Linked DNA regions of Mus musculus: region 1 is linked to region 2. A link is a contact called in public Hi-C data. All regions are on one chromosome and are shown on one strand. The core of a region is the stretch at or near the end of the contact, and the rest is flanking DNA. Distances in the headings are between cores, read along the strand shown. Region 1 overlaps Sh2d4a (SH2 domain containing 4A). Region 2 has its middle 140 kb from the start of Psd3.

What was found. A called contact is a pair of places that touch in the nucleus more often than the background predicts.
Region 1: a contact with region 2 is called in a Hi-C map of bone marrow-derived macrophages, with 2.9 times the contacts expected there. The contact joins two enhancer-like sites. A contact is called at or near these places in 9 of 484 Hi-C or Micro-C datasets (B cells, the HPC-7 cell line, adipose-derived mesenchymal stem cells and 6 more), 1 of 115 datasets of contacts at active chromatin or transcription factors (bone marrow-derived dendritic cells) and 1 of 9 other capture datasets (embryonic stem cells).

Annotation. Positions count from the first base shown.
Region 1 is chr8:68,345,995-68,351,708 of GRCm38.p6, reverse strand. It overlaps Sh2d4a (SH2 domain containing 4A), which reads right to left. Exons shown (of 9, transcript NM_028182.1): 8 at 5,536-5,714; 9 at 4,005-5,055. The coding sequence ends at 4,963. Among named protein-coding and RNA genes, the nearest start is that of 1700125H03Rik, 20 kb to the left of the region's middle. Within about 2 kb of position 3,103, at least 6 of the 459 cell types and tissues checked have an H3K27ac peak or open chromatin away from gene starts, as enhancers often do. A contact at or near this core is called in bone marrow-derived macrophages, where this site is marked.
Region 2 is chr8:68,116,059-68,122,095 of GRCm38.p6, reverse strand. It overlaps a transcript of Psd3 not described here. Among named protein-coding and RNA genes, the nearest start is that of Psd3, 140 kb to the right of the region's middle. Within about 2 kb of position 4,410, at least 22 of the 459 cell types and tissues checked have an H3K27ac peak or open chromatin away from gene starts, as enhancers often do. A contact at or near this core is called in bone marrow-derived macrophages, where this site is marked.

The sequences.
Region 1 (5,714 bases), core at 1,854-4,353, 230 kb before region 2:
CCCTGTCTTGAAAAACCAAAAAAAAAAAAAAAAAAAAAAAAAAAAAAAACCACATTATTAATTATATCCTCAGCACTTTCCCTTGTCCCCTTAAAATAGTTCCTCAAACTCCAGGAAAGTGGCCATTATGATGCACGGCCCATTGGTTACATAAGCTGAGTTAATAAAGAAACCCTCACAAGGAGTGGGCACACTTATGAGAGCTTTTGTTGTGTTGGGCACTTAACTTTTTTCTAATCTTTGGAGCCCAAGTGACTTCAGTAACTCATTTTAGAAGTAAGAGTTCATTCAGGTATAGCAAAATGCTTGTTTCTATGATTACACATGGCTAATTGATGATAGAGTCAAGACACAACCCCAAGCCTGCTGGGCTTTCCTTCTGTTATGTCAAGCTACTTCATTGTCCAACAATACATTTTTATCATATGTTAAGGGAAAAATTCATCCTGTAAGGCCCTTGATAGTTTTTAATCTTGAGCAACAGAGGTAAGCCTCTGCACAGAGAGGCAAATTATTCACCATCCTGCACACTAACTTCAAGTGTGACTGTAGAGTGTCACAGAAGAGCATAGAACTAACATGGCAGGAAATCCAGTCTCCCCATCCACACAGTGAGAGATGAGCAGCTCTCTCCTAAGACACAGCAAAAAGAAAGGATGGATGGAATGAGAAGACTGTGAAAATAGATATGGAAGGAAAAACAGAGCATGGCTTATAGATATTCCTCAAGAACAGGAATGAACAATCTAAACAAAAATATTAAAGATGTAGTTAGGGAAAAGCTCCAATTAAGAAGGGGAAAGCTGAACTCTAAGACATGCACACATAATGCATTCTGAATACAATCATTTACTTTGTTCTCCACAAAACCTGAAGCAAGGAAGTTTCAAGGATATATGCATGCTATTATATAAATATCTACTGTGTATCCTAAACTCAAAATAGTGAAAGCCACAGACTACATATGTGAGAGGGCCACAGATATGCCCAGATTCTAGTGCACTGAAAGGGATACCTATATAGAAACAAGACACTGCAACCATTTAGGCCACAAAGCATTACTTACTGTCCTCTGCTTCAGTTCCTGCCTTGACTTCTTTCAGCAATTGATTATTATTTGGATGTGTAAACAAAGTAAATCTTTTTCTCCTCCAAGTTGCTTTTGGTCTTGGTGTTATCGCACCAATAGAAAGCAGACTAGAATAATGACTAGTGGTCTCTTTGGTCATTTTTGGTCTTGATTGTTCCGGTGTTCTTCCTTAGCCTGGATAAGATTTGACTAACACTTCTTGGCCTGGCTTGCCATGTCCATAAAAGTCTGAGATGTCTGTAGCCTGGAGTTTCCAGACTCTTACTGGCAAGAATCGCTGGGCCCGTGGTGGTACACCCTTTAATCCCAGCACTTGGGAGGCAGAGGCAGGCGGATTTCTGAGTTCAAGGCCAGCCTGGTCTACAAAGTGAGTTCCAGGACAGCCAGGGCTATACAGAGAAACCCTGTCTTGAAAAAAAAAAAAAAAGAAAGAAAGAAAGAAGGAAAGAAAAAGGAAAAGAAAGAGAAAGAAAGAAGGAAAGAAAGAAAGAAAGAAAGAAAGAAAGAAAGGAAGGAAGGAAGAAAGGAAGAAAGAAAGAAAGAGAGAAAGAAAGAAAGAAAGAAAGAAAGAAAGAAAGAAAGAAAGAAAGAAAGAAGCAAACAAACAAGAATCAATGTGGGCAGGGACTAGCACTTGGCTTCAGCCCAACACACAAGTGTCCCTCAGAATTTCAAATATTCCTCCTGGCCATTGTATCACTGAGCACTAGACAGTTTATTCCTCTGCATGTTTAGAACCTGTAAGATAAAACACTACAGAAGTCAAGGGTACTCCTCTTGGTAATATATCAGGTTAACTGGATTGAGATGTTTCTTAATCTTCTTTCAGTCGCTAAACACAGATACATTTGGACACAGCCATAATTATTGCCTACAATACAATTTTAGGCAGAGGATGATGCTGGTATCTCAAATGTCTTCAAAATTATCAGTGATTAAAGGATACTTTTGACTTATTCCACTGAGTAACAGAACGCAGATCTGTATGCTTTCAGAGCTAGAGGAACAATAAAGGTCCTTCAGTTAAAAGACCATTCCTGTGCAGTAAAACTGAGGATTGAATAGTGTGGTGGTTGACTGTGCTTGGCCCATGGTCTTATTGGAATAGGTGTGGTCTTGTTGGAGGAAGTGTGTCACTATGCGGGTGGGCTTTGAGGCTTCTATGCTCAGGCTCTGCCAAATAAGGAATGAGAGCTTCCTCTCTGACTTACTGTGGAGGAAAGTGCCCTTCTGCCAGTGATTCCTGCCATGATGATAATAGACTGCACCTCTGAAACTGTAAGCCAGCCCCAGTAAAGTGTTGTCCTTTATAAGAGTTGCCATCGTCATGATGTCTCTTCACAGAAGTGAAGAAACCCAAACTAAGACGGATAGTGTGATGCTTCATCTTGTCAATTTGATTGGATTTAGGTTCGCTGTGGGAAAACACCTCTGGATATGCTTGTGAAAGTGTTTCCAGAAGGAATTAGCCAAAGAGGGAAACCCTACCCTGAATGTGGGCAATGCTATTCCATGGGCTGGGATCGCAGACTGAATAAAAAGGAGAGAGCTGTCATCTCTCTCTACTTCCTAAATATGGGTTCTATGTGACTAGCTGCCGCACCACCTCCCACGGTCCCTTCCCATGTGATGGACCACGAGTTCACACCATGAGCCAAAGTCAACCCTTCCTTCCTTAAGTTGCTTTTGTCAGGTACTTTTGTCACTGCAGTGAGGAAAGTAACTAACATAGTTAGGTAAAGTGCCTATTCAAAATAATTAGGGAAAAGTGGAGAGAGATGGGAACAGCTCAGAGATTCTGAGCCATGTTACAACAAAGTGAAATGGCAGAGACTCATAGAAATTTAACAATACAATGGAATATTTCAAGAAGCAATTGACTGAGTGCACATTAGCCTCTACTTTGGTACACTGTGTTTGGAATGAGTGAGTCACACAAAGGACAGACTGCAGTGCCATCTACATTAGTTAAAAGACAAAGTAAAAAGAAATGCTTAGCTATGGGCAAAGTAACTTCCTCCCAGGCAAAAGTGACTCACAGATGCCCTCCCTGCTCAGCAGAGGTTGGCCTCCCCTCACTGAGGCTGGTCTAGGAATGGATTTAGAGGTTTTGATTTAAGGATGATGCAGGTAGGAGATTACTTGCTGAATAAATCTGTGTCCCAGGGCTAGCCAGCATTACTCGGGGTCTTATTCCTATATCCTACTTTTATTTCCTCTTGAGGGTGCACACTGTGCAGCAAGAAACAAATCCATGCAACTCGTGCAGGACACATGGTTACATAAACTATTGCACTAGTTTTCTGAGGCTGCTGTAAAAAGTTGCCATCTATTCGGTGATTTCGAGGTTTATTATCTCACATTTCTAAATCCCTGAAGGCTTAAATAAAGATGCAAATGAACAAAGCCATGCTTCCTAATAGAGTCCTAGGGAGAGTCTGGGCCTGGGCCGTACTGCCTTTCATAATCCCCGCCATACCCTGCCCTACACCACTCTACTCTCTGTTTCTGTGGTCCTTTAACCTCCATCCTCATGTTTGTCTTTTTTCTTTATCTTTCTCCCTTATACAGATGCAACTCATTAGATTTGGAGCCTATCTTACTTATCTTTTCTGCACAGATCCTATTTCTCTATCAGTTCATACTCAGATACAGAAGGGTCAGGACTTCATGTATATTTGGTGTGGGACACAATTCATCCCTCAATAGGTGGTATCCAAACCACTCACTTATTCAGTTCTTCTCTTGGAATCAGGACCACACAAGTCCTTACATGGCCACGCACAGTATCTTTTATATTTACTTTCAGATGGGGGGGGGGGGGAGTAGAGAAGAATGAAGAAACAAACCCTAAGATTACTCACGCGTCTTAGTTAGGGTTTCCAATGCTGTGAAGAGACACCATGACCAAGGCAACTCTTTAAAGAAAAACATTTAATTGGGGCTGGCTTACAGCTTCAGAGTTTCAGTCCTTTATAATCAAGGCAGGAGCGCGGCATTTTCCAGACAGGAATGGCAGAGGAGGAGCTGAGAGTTCTGCATCTTCTTCCGAAGGGAACCAGAAGACTGAATCTCTCAGGCAGCTAGGAGGAGGGTCTCAAAGCCCACCCCCACAGTGACACACTTCTTCCAACAAAGCCACACCTCCTCCAACAAGGCCACACCTCCTAATACTACCACTCCCTGTGGGCCAAGCATATTCAAACCATCACACTCAGGGTTACTGTCACAATAAAACCTTTGGTTGGTTGGTTGGTTTTTTTCATATGTGGTAAGTCTCTCATCTCAAGTTTTGAAACTTGTCTTTCAATTTACACTTGGGTCTTTCTCTTCTGTCTTCTATAACCTCACTCCAACAGACACAGAAAGGGTGGTCTTTTGAAGATAATCTCATCCCTCAGTGGGGACATTTTTCCACCATTCTAAAAGCAAGATAAAAATTTATACACACAGAATACTGAGACCTTTGAGTGAATAACAAAAAGGGAGTGTGTAGATCATGAAATTGTTCACTTGTTCTTTTAAAATAACATCTTAATTGCTAAAAAGATTTCAGTGTACCCTTGTCCTTTTTATCTTATATACATCATCATGGTCATATCCTTCAAGGTCCTATCCTTCATATTAGGATGTTGCAAATGTGGGTACCTTCCCCCTTTTCCTTTCAGAATGAGGATGAGAGAGAGGTAACACCCCCTTAAACTGAATCCAGCATTTATGCAGAAGAGAGGTTTCAATGAAGACCTCAGACGTTGTTCACTGTTGGCTCTGTCACAGAGAGATTTTGGCATCACACACAAATGTCCATCTCAGAGGTGTCTGTCCAGAGGGGAAACCAGCTGGAAGTTGGAGGCTGATCTGGATGAGAGTTGTCACTGGAAGAGCTCCAGGTAGTCGGGCAGCTTGTCTTGTTGACCACAGGGGTACAGAAGGAGTTCCTTCCCCAGAGAGGTTATGGGCTCCTCCTGTCAATCAAAGCACAGGGCCATGAGGCAGCTATGTGGTAGACGTTCATGCTGCTCCTTAGGGGAGATCACTCCTCTACCCTGGGTTTATGCATACCTAGATTGGCTTATGACAATACTAAAAGAGATTTCCCTCCTTTCAGTTTCCCTGTCCTACTGAAGCCCAAGTTCTAGCATAGGAACACCCTCAGATATGCTCAGAATATACATCTCTAGTATTCTCAGCTCCCGTGGGATATCTCTGAGTATGCCAGGTGGATATGAGAAAGGAAATACAATTAAAACCCCTTGTTACCAGCAGAAATTATGTGCTACCACCATCCCTTTGCTCAAGGGTACTTGAGCTATATCCCTAGTCAGGCCTTTCTTTGTTATATATTTATTTTCTTTGTTTGTTTCTTTGTTATATATCTATATTCTTTGTTATATATCTATAGGACAATAATTCCTAGTGTGAATTAAACATATGATTGGATTCACCTTGTGATATTCCACCAAATCTGCCAGTGTAGCATGCTGCAGCTGGTCCACACCCAGGAAGCTGTAAGAGTTGGCAGATGCATCTATAAGGAAATGTTTGCAGCCTTCCTCAGACAGGTAGGACAGGGCATAGCCCTTGATCTTTTCACTGACTCGAATCAAAAAACTTCCCGGCACAC
Region 2 (6,037 bases), core at 3,161-5,660:
TACCAGCATGGGTCCCCTGAAGCTACTGTAGCCCTTAAAGCAAAGCTTCATGAAGAGTCCCAATTGTTCAAAACTGTCTCACTTATACAGGCAAAGGAGACTGAAAGTCCATCTCAATGTTTGCTGAAAGTTTCATTTATAAACCACATACCGTCTTTCAGATCATACTCCAAATCACAGGAATAGTCAAAATAACTTAGGATTAATCAATAGAAGGAACAGTTAAAGGTAAATAAGTGATTCCATTTGGACATAGGTGTGGAAGTCTGTCTTGATTCACTCACACACACACACACACACACACACACACACACACACACACATCTGTCACTTGTATGCTGTTCTCCACCAATGTTTGCTTTTGTGACTCTGAGCAGAGTCCAGTTCTCCAGCAAACACAATTCTCTGGCCCTCAGCCCATTGAAGAGTCCCCCTGGGTGCTAAAGGTGTGTTGTTTCCTTCCACAGACTGATGGTAAAGCCATGGGGCTGAGTCATGTCTGCCTGCAGCTGCTGAGACACTGAGGTCTGAAACCCTGGCGAGGACTGGCTCTGCTCCCTTGGAGGAAATGGCCGAGCAGCCTCAGCCACAGCAGATGAAAACTTCCTTCCTTTTCATCCAGCTGCAGCCCCCACCAACCCAAGCTACCCAAACTCTCCCCGCCCCTTCTCCAGCAACCGCAGTCGCAACAGCAGCCCCAGGGGGCCTGGAGGAGGGACACATTTTCCCAAGTCCCAGAGCAAGCTTCTTCTCTGCTCCCTGGAACTTCAGATGTACGCAGGGCTTAGCTCCATCGCCTTCGAGTCTCCTGCCCGGGGAAGGCCCTGGAACACTGAGACCAGCTGCTTTCGATTGCTACTCACTGAAGGAAAAGAAGGAAGAAACAGAGAAATCTCAGAATCTGCATGTAAAGAGGAGTGGGGTTTGTGGATCCCCACATAGTAGGCGTTGCCTGGTCCCTGCTTCTAGGAAACTTGGCCTACCACAACAACTGCCATGTAGGCTTGCTAGCCCAGCTCCTACACTGAATGATAGAAACAGCAGTCCTTCCATAGGCTGGAAGCACCGGCCAGTCATTTCTGCCCACGGGGACCTGTGGGATATGGACCCAGAAGCCAGGAATGCCATCGAATTCTCAGTTCCACAAAGCACCCTGTCCTATGCAGCTGACAGGGGCAAAAGGGCACTCCAGAGGAGAGGGACTGTAAACCAAGAGGTACTCCCAAAGAACTGTGAAGAAGACATAGGTACCACAGTGCTGGCAACAAGGGCACAGCTCTTCAGATATTGCCCCACCATTCAGATCAGCCAGAGTTGCCTGGCCCCACCTGCTGCTGTGCCTCTCAAGGTAAGAACCTGGGATTCTCTAGATTTTGGAGACAGGGCACAGAATGGAAATTCTGACTCTGTGCCACTCTTGTAGGTCACCTGTACCTCAGGAACGGAGGTGCCTATCCGCTACAGTACTCTTTTGGCTCTTCCCAGCCATTGATAGCATCCTGTGCTAAAGCAGACAATGGATATCAGTTTCTCAAGATTTTTGCCTAGGAAGGTTGAGTAAGGGAGGGCATACTTTATAAGACAGGAGCAGAAGGAACTACAAGGAGGTTCACAGACAGGGGATGGTGGTGGGGAGAGGAGCCAGCCATTATACTAGCTGTTTTCTCACGTCTGCTAATTCTCATAGCCATTCTCAGAAATTGGGGTTGGAATTTCTAGTTTCAGATATGAGAATTAAGGTGTGGCTAAGCTGAAATCCTCTCCCTCCTTTCAAAAAAAAAAAAGACTAAAAGCAACCCCTGTTTTTAAGGTCTTGCTGAGGAAAATGGGGAGGGGGCTTCCGTGGGGAGTGGTGTTTTTCAGAACTGAAGCACAGCCTTGGAACACTGATCCCCTTAAACATATGACGTTTAGAGCCCACATTCACCTGCCTTCGGTCCCTGGCACCAGGTGGATGATCAGTCCTGGACACGAGTCTGTGTCTCCATCAGGAAGTGAGAGGTGGCCCCATGCGGTATCCAGGGTACCTTTGGGCCCTTGTAGGCTCTCCTCTTGATCATACCCATGCTGTGATGTATAAGTTCCTGCATCTCTGGACCACCCTTCCCATTATGCTATCTCATGATGTCCATCCTCTTCAGTGAGTTCAAGTGCATCACTTGAAAGATGGGTGAACAGAATTTAAAAGGTTTTTGTTTTGTTTTTTTTCCGTTTCCCAGTGGTGTGGTTGTCTTGTTATACTGTACATTTGGAAAGTGTGGATTGGGTAAAACTGAGTCTCTATGTGAGGATTAGTGGCATGAGCTAGAAGAAAGGTGTGCTGTCTGTAGAGGGCGGACATGAAAGGAACTGTCAGGGAAGCCATAGGAGAGTTCCATGAAATTCACAGTAGCCTTCTGAGAGCTGGGAGGTGGCCAGCTCCATCTGGATCCTGTGCCTGTCTCCTGACTGCTTTTGCACACGACCTGCCTTATCGTTGCTCTTTCAGTCAGAGAGCCTACAAAGTCACAATTAAGGATGAGTCCAAGTTCTCTGTGGGCAGAAGCAACTGGAGCATACTTCCTTAAGAAATAGCTCACATTCCATTTAAGTTTTTATATCTCTCTTCCTGCAGGGATTTAGCAGACAGGACATTTGTGCATCCGAGCCCAATCTCTGGATATAGGGTCACACAGCAGTTATCTATGGACTTTGATTCTGTTCACCGCTGATTTTCTTCCCTCTGGTCTTTGGAACATAGGCCCAAGCTTAGGATCTGTGGCCAGTTCTCTGGGGAAAAGTGCTTTGGAAGTTGGCCCAAAAATGTGGGCCAGCAGTAGAAGTCTTATTTTCGATTCCTTAGTGAATGGACCCCCACCCCCACCCAGATATTTGACCTACCTAAACTAAATGTATGGAATTCCTAGGGGGAATGGATATCTCAAGTCTAAGTCCTAACTGTAAGAAAACCATCAGAATAGAGCCTCAGTTTCCCCTATCTTGAAAGCAACAGTATCCCTTGTTTTGTAGTTGTTATACACAGACATTTCTGTTCTCAAGTACCTGTCTTCATTTTTTAAAATCTTGTGGCACTAAGCATTGAACCAAAGGTCTTTCCCATGCTGGACAAGTACCATATCACTGACTTACAGCCCTAACAGTAGATCTGTCTTGAGGGGAAGAAGAGGAAAGTCAAGACAAATGTGACATTAAGGAAGACTAGAGAAGGGATGGAGTGTAGGCAGTGTGTTTCCAGAGTCCAGTCAGAGAATGGGACTACGAAAGCTTATCAGAGGAATTGTGAAATCCATTCCTTCAGATCTACAAATCCCTTAAAGGCTTTACAAGTGTCATTAGTCAGGTGGTCCAGCCTCAGGCTATGTGTTTGGTGGTGGTAGTTGTTATTGTTGTATTGCTTGTTTGTTTGTTTGTTTGTTTAAATCAACAAAGATAGTTTTTCCTATGTCCAACCCTGGTTATCCCTCATCACCCACAATATGAAATATTCTGCGAAGTGCTTAGTATTTTCATGTTTGAGAATTTACCTTTATGAACGTACAAAAACTGATTTAAGCAATTTCTTGTTCAGTCAACTACAAAAGGTAAGACCCTGATGACTCACAGTGGGATCTTATAATTGATGTAGTAAAGAAGAATACAACAATTACATCTCAGGTGATTACATATAGTAAAGTCCTCTCATTCCTATGTGCATGTTGAAGAGTTGAGGTCCTTGTGTCAACTTTCCCAGGGAAAACAAATTGCATATCAAGAATAAGAAGTTTGCAGTAGTACAAACAGCCAAATAGATTCTCTTGAGGTTTCAGCCCCCAGGCTCTAGAGTGAATGTTGGCATGCATCCTCTGACTATAAGGAATGAGTGCAGCTAATCAAGTCACCTGGATCGTCAGTTGTAGGATGACTGGGAACTAGTAAAAAGAAGTTAGTTCTAGTCCTCTCACTCTGTGACCTAGACAGCTTCCATGTGCTATTCTCCCTGCTATGAGAGCATTCCCAAATCCTAGATAAGAGACGATGCTTTGAGGATTGATTAGCAGTTTGGTAGGGCCCACAGCTAGGATTTGGTAGCTTAGGACTGTCAAGTCATCTACCCAGAGTCCAGGTTTCCCTTAGCCTTGTTTCCTGACCTCTACAGCTGGAGATATTCTAGTGGAAGGTAACCTGATATGTCCTACAGCCTTTGATTGACAACATACTAATTTCTGTGGTGGGAGAGTGGGTGAAGAGCTGAGAACTATCGAATCTAACTGAGCATTGCATCACTCAGCACCACCAGCTGTCTGGGTCAGGAGAAGGTGGGACTGTGGCTCATGGTGATGCCGGCAGAGTTCCTTCACATGCCCGTGGCTATTCTGGAAGAGTAAATTAGGAAAAGTCCAGAGTCTATGCCAGAGCCTGCCCTCACCTTGCCTTCTACTCCATGTTATACTGCCCCTTAGTGGAGGACAAGGAACTGTGCACATTACACCCAAGCTTGGGGCTAAAGACACCAAAGGATAACAGACATTATTCCCAAGAGGGTATGGGAAAACCAACAACTCAATAATCATTTCTAGAGTTTGCAGGTATATAAAAATTAGTATTCGTATCTTACACGTCGTATTCTAAAATAGCAGTGACTATGTGTAAGTACAAAATTCTGTCCCCCAAATACCATTTACAAACCCCACAAAAGGTCATCTAAGTTCAAGTTTCTCAAAAACCAGAACTCTCTGGGGCTTGTTGTTTTGTTTTTGTTTTTGTCTTTGTCTTTGTGTTTTCTCCCTTGCTCTCGCACAATAGGAACTCAATTCCAATCAGCTTTCTGAGTTTTCTTTGCCAGCTTCTAGGAGGGTTCATGGTTTAGGAAACAGCATGTGGATAAGCAAGACAGACATGGGAATAATAGAGGTTTAACCAGCACATTCCAATGACAGAAACAGAAGGCAGGAGATTTTCTAATAGTCAGAGCCTGTCATAGGAGACTACAGGAAATAGTTTTAACTCTGTACTTTTATATCATTAGTCCTTGAAATGAAACCAATGTTTCAACTACAAGTGTATAAAGCACACTAGATTTTTGGTAGAAAGTTTTTAATCAGATAAAAGGTAATATGTGCTGGAATCCAAGAGATTAAGAAAAGGAGTAAAACCTAAATTTTAAAAGCTCTGGTTCTGTCAATAAAGCTAGCTCATGTCCTGGGCTCTCTGTGGGCTTTGCAACTCTGTGGTAACTATGAATCCATGAATCTGGAAAGAGAAGAGAAAGTGCTTCATGAGATAAAAAACCAACACAATTTCACTTCATCTAGTACACCTTATTTGTCTCTAAAGATTCATTATCCTCTCAGATAACTACATTGTATAAAAGTTCCCTACAGAAAGGGCATACCTTTCTATGGGAACACTGTGGCTCCAGTGTGGAGCTAAAAGTTGTGTGGAGCCTCAGTTCCCATCACAGAATGGCAGGGCCTGTGTTGCCAGCTGTCAGATCCTACACTGATGTTTCTTTTTCTGACCAGATTTTAGCTAGAATGAAATCACTTTGAAGACCGACCCCTGAGCCTTGGACTATTTAATGCCCCAGGAAATTGTCATTTCCCTTCTCTGAGAAGTATTCCTTCCTTCCTCAAGCTTGGTTCATTTTTCTGGCCTGTCATAAGTTTAGAGACTGTTCTACCCATGAAATGGTACCGTAGATTATGCTGTCTCTATTTTAATCTACCTTGGTGATTAATGCTGAATTTTAAGAAGGAATTTGAACAGAGAGAAAGCACGCACAAGTGCTCATATAGAAATGTTAGCAGTGACAGAGCTAACTGTGCAGTGGAGCATCCCTTTTAGAAGATTCCGGTGTGCAGAAGACAGTGTTGATTCGATTGCAAGGTTTATTTTTAGTCCATTTCATGCTACATTGATTTTGACAAAGATGTCATGATTTATTACTTGAATAAATAACGGTTGAGATAGCAGAATGGGTTTCAACTTTCCCTCCTTCGTATCTCCATGACAACACACTCTCTTCCTCACTTCCTTTGACATTCACACAAAGTTCTTT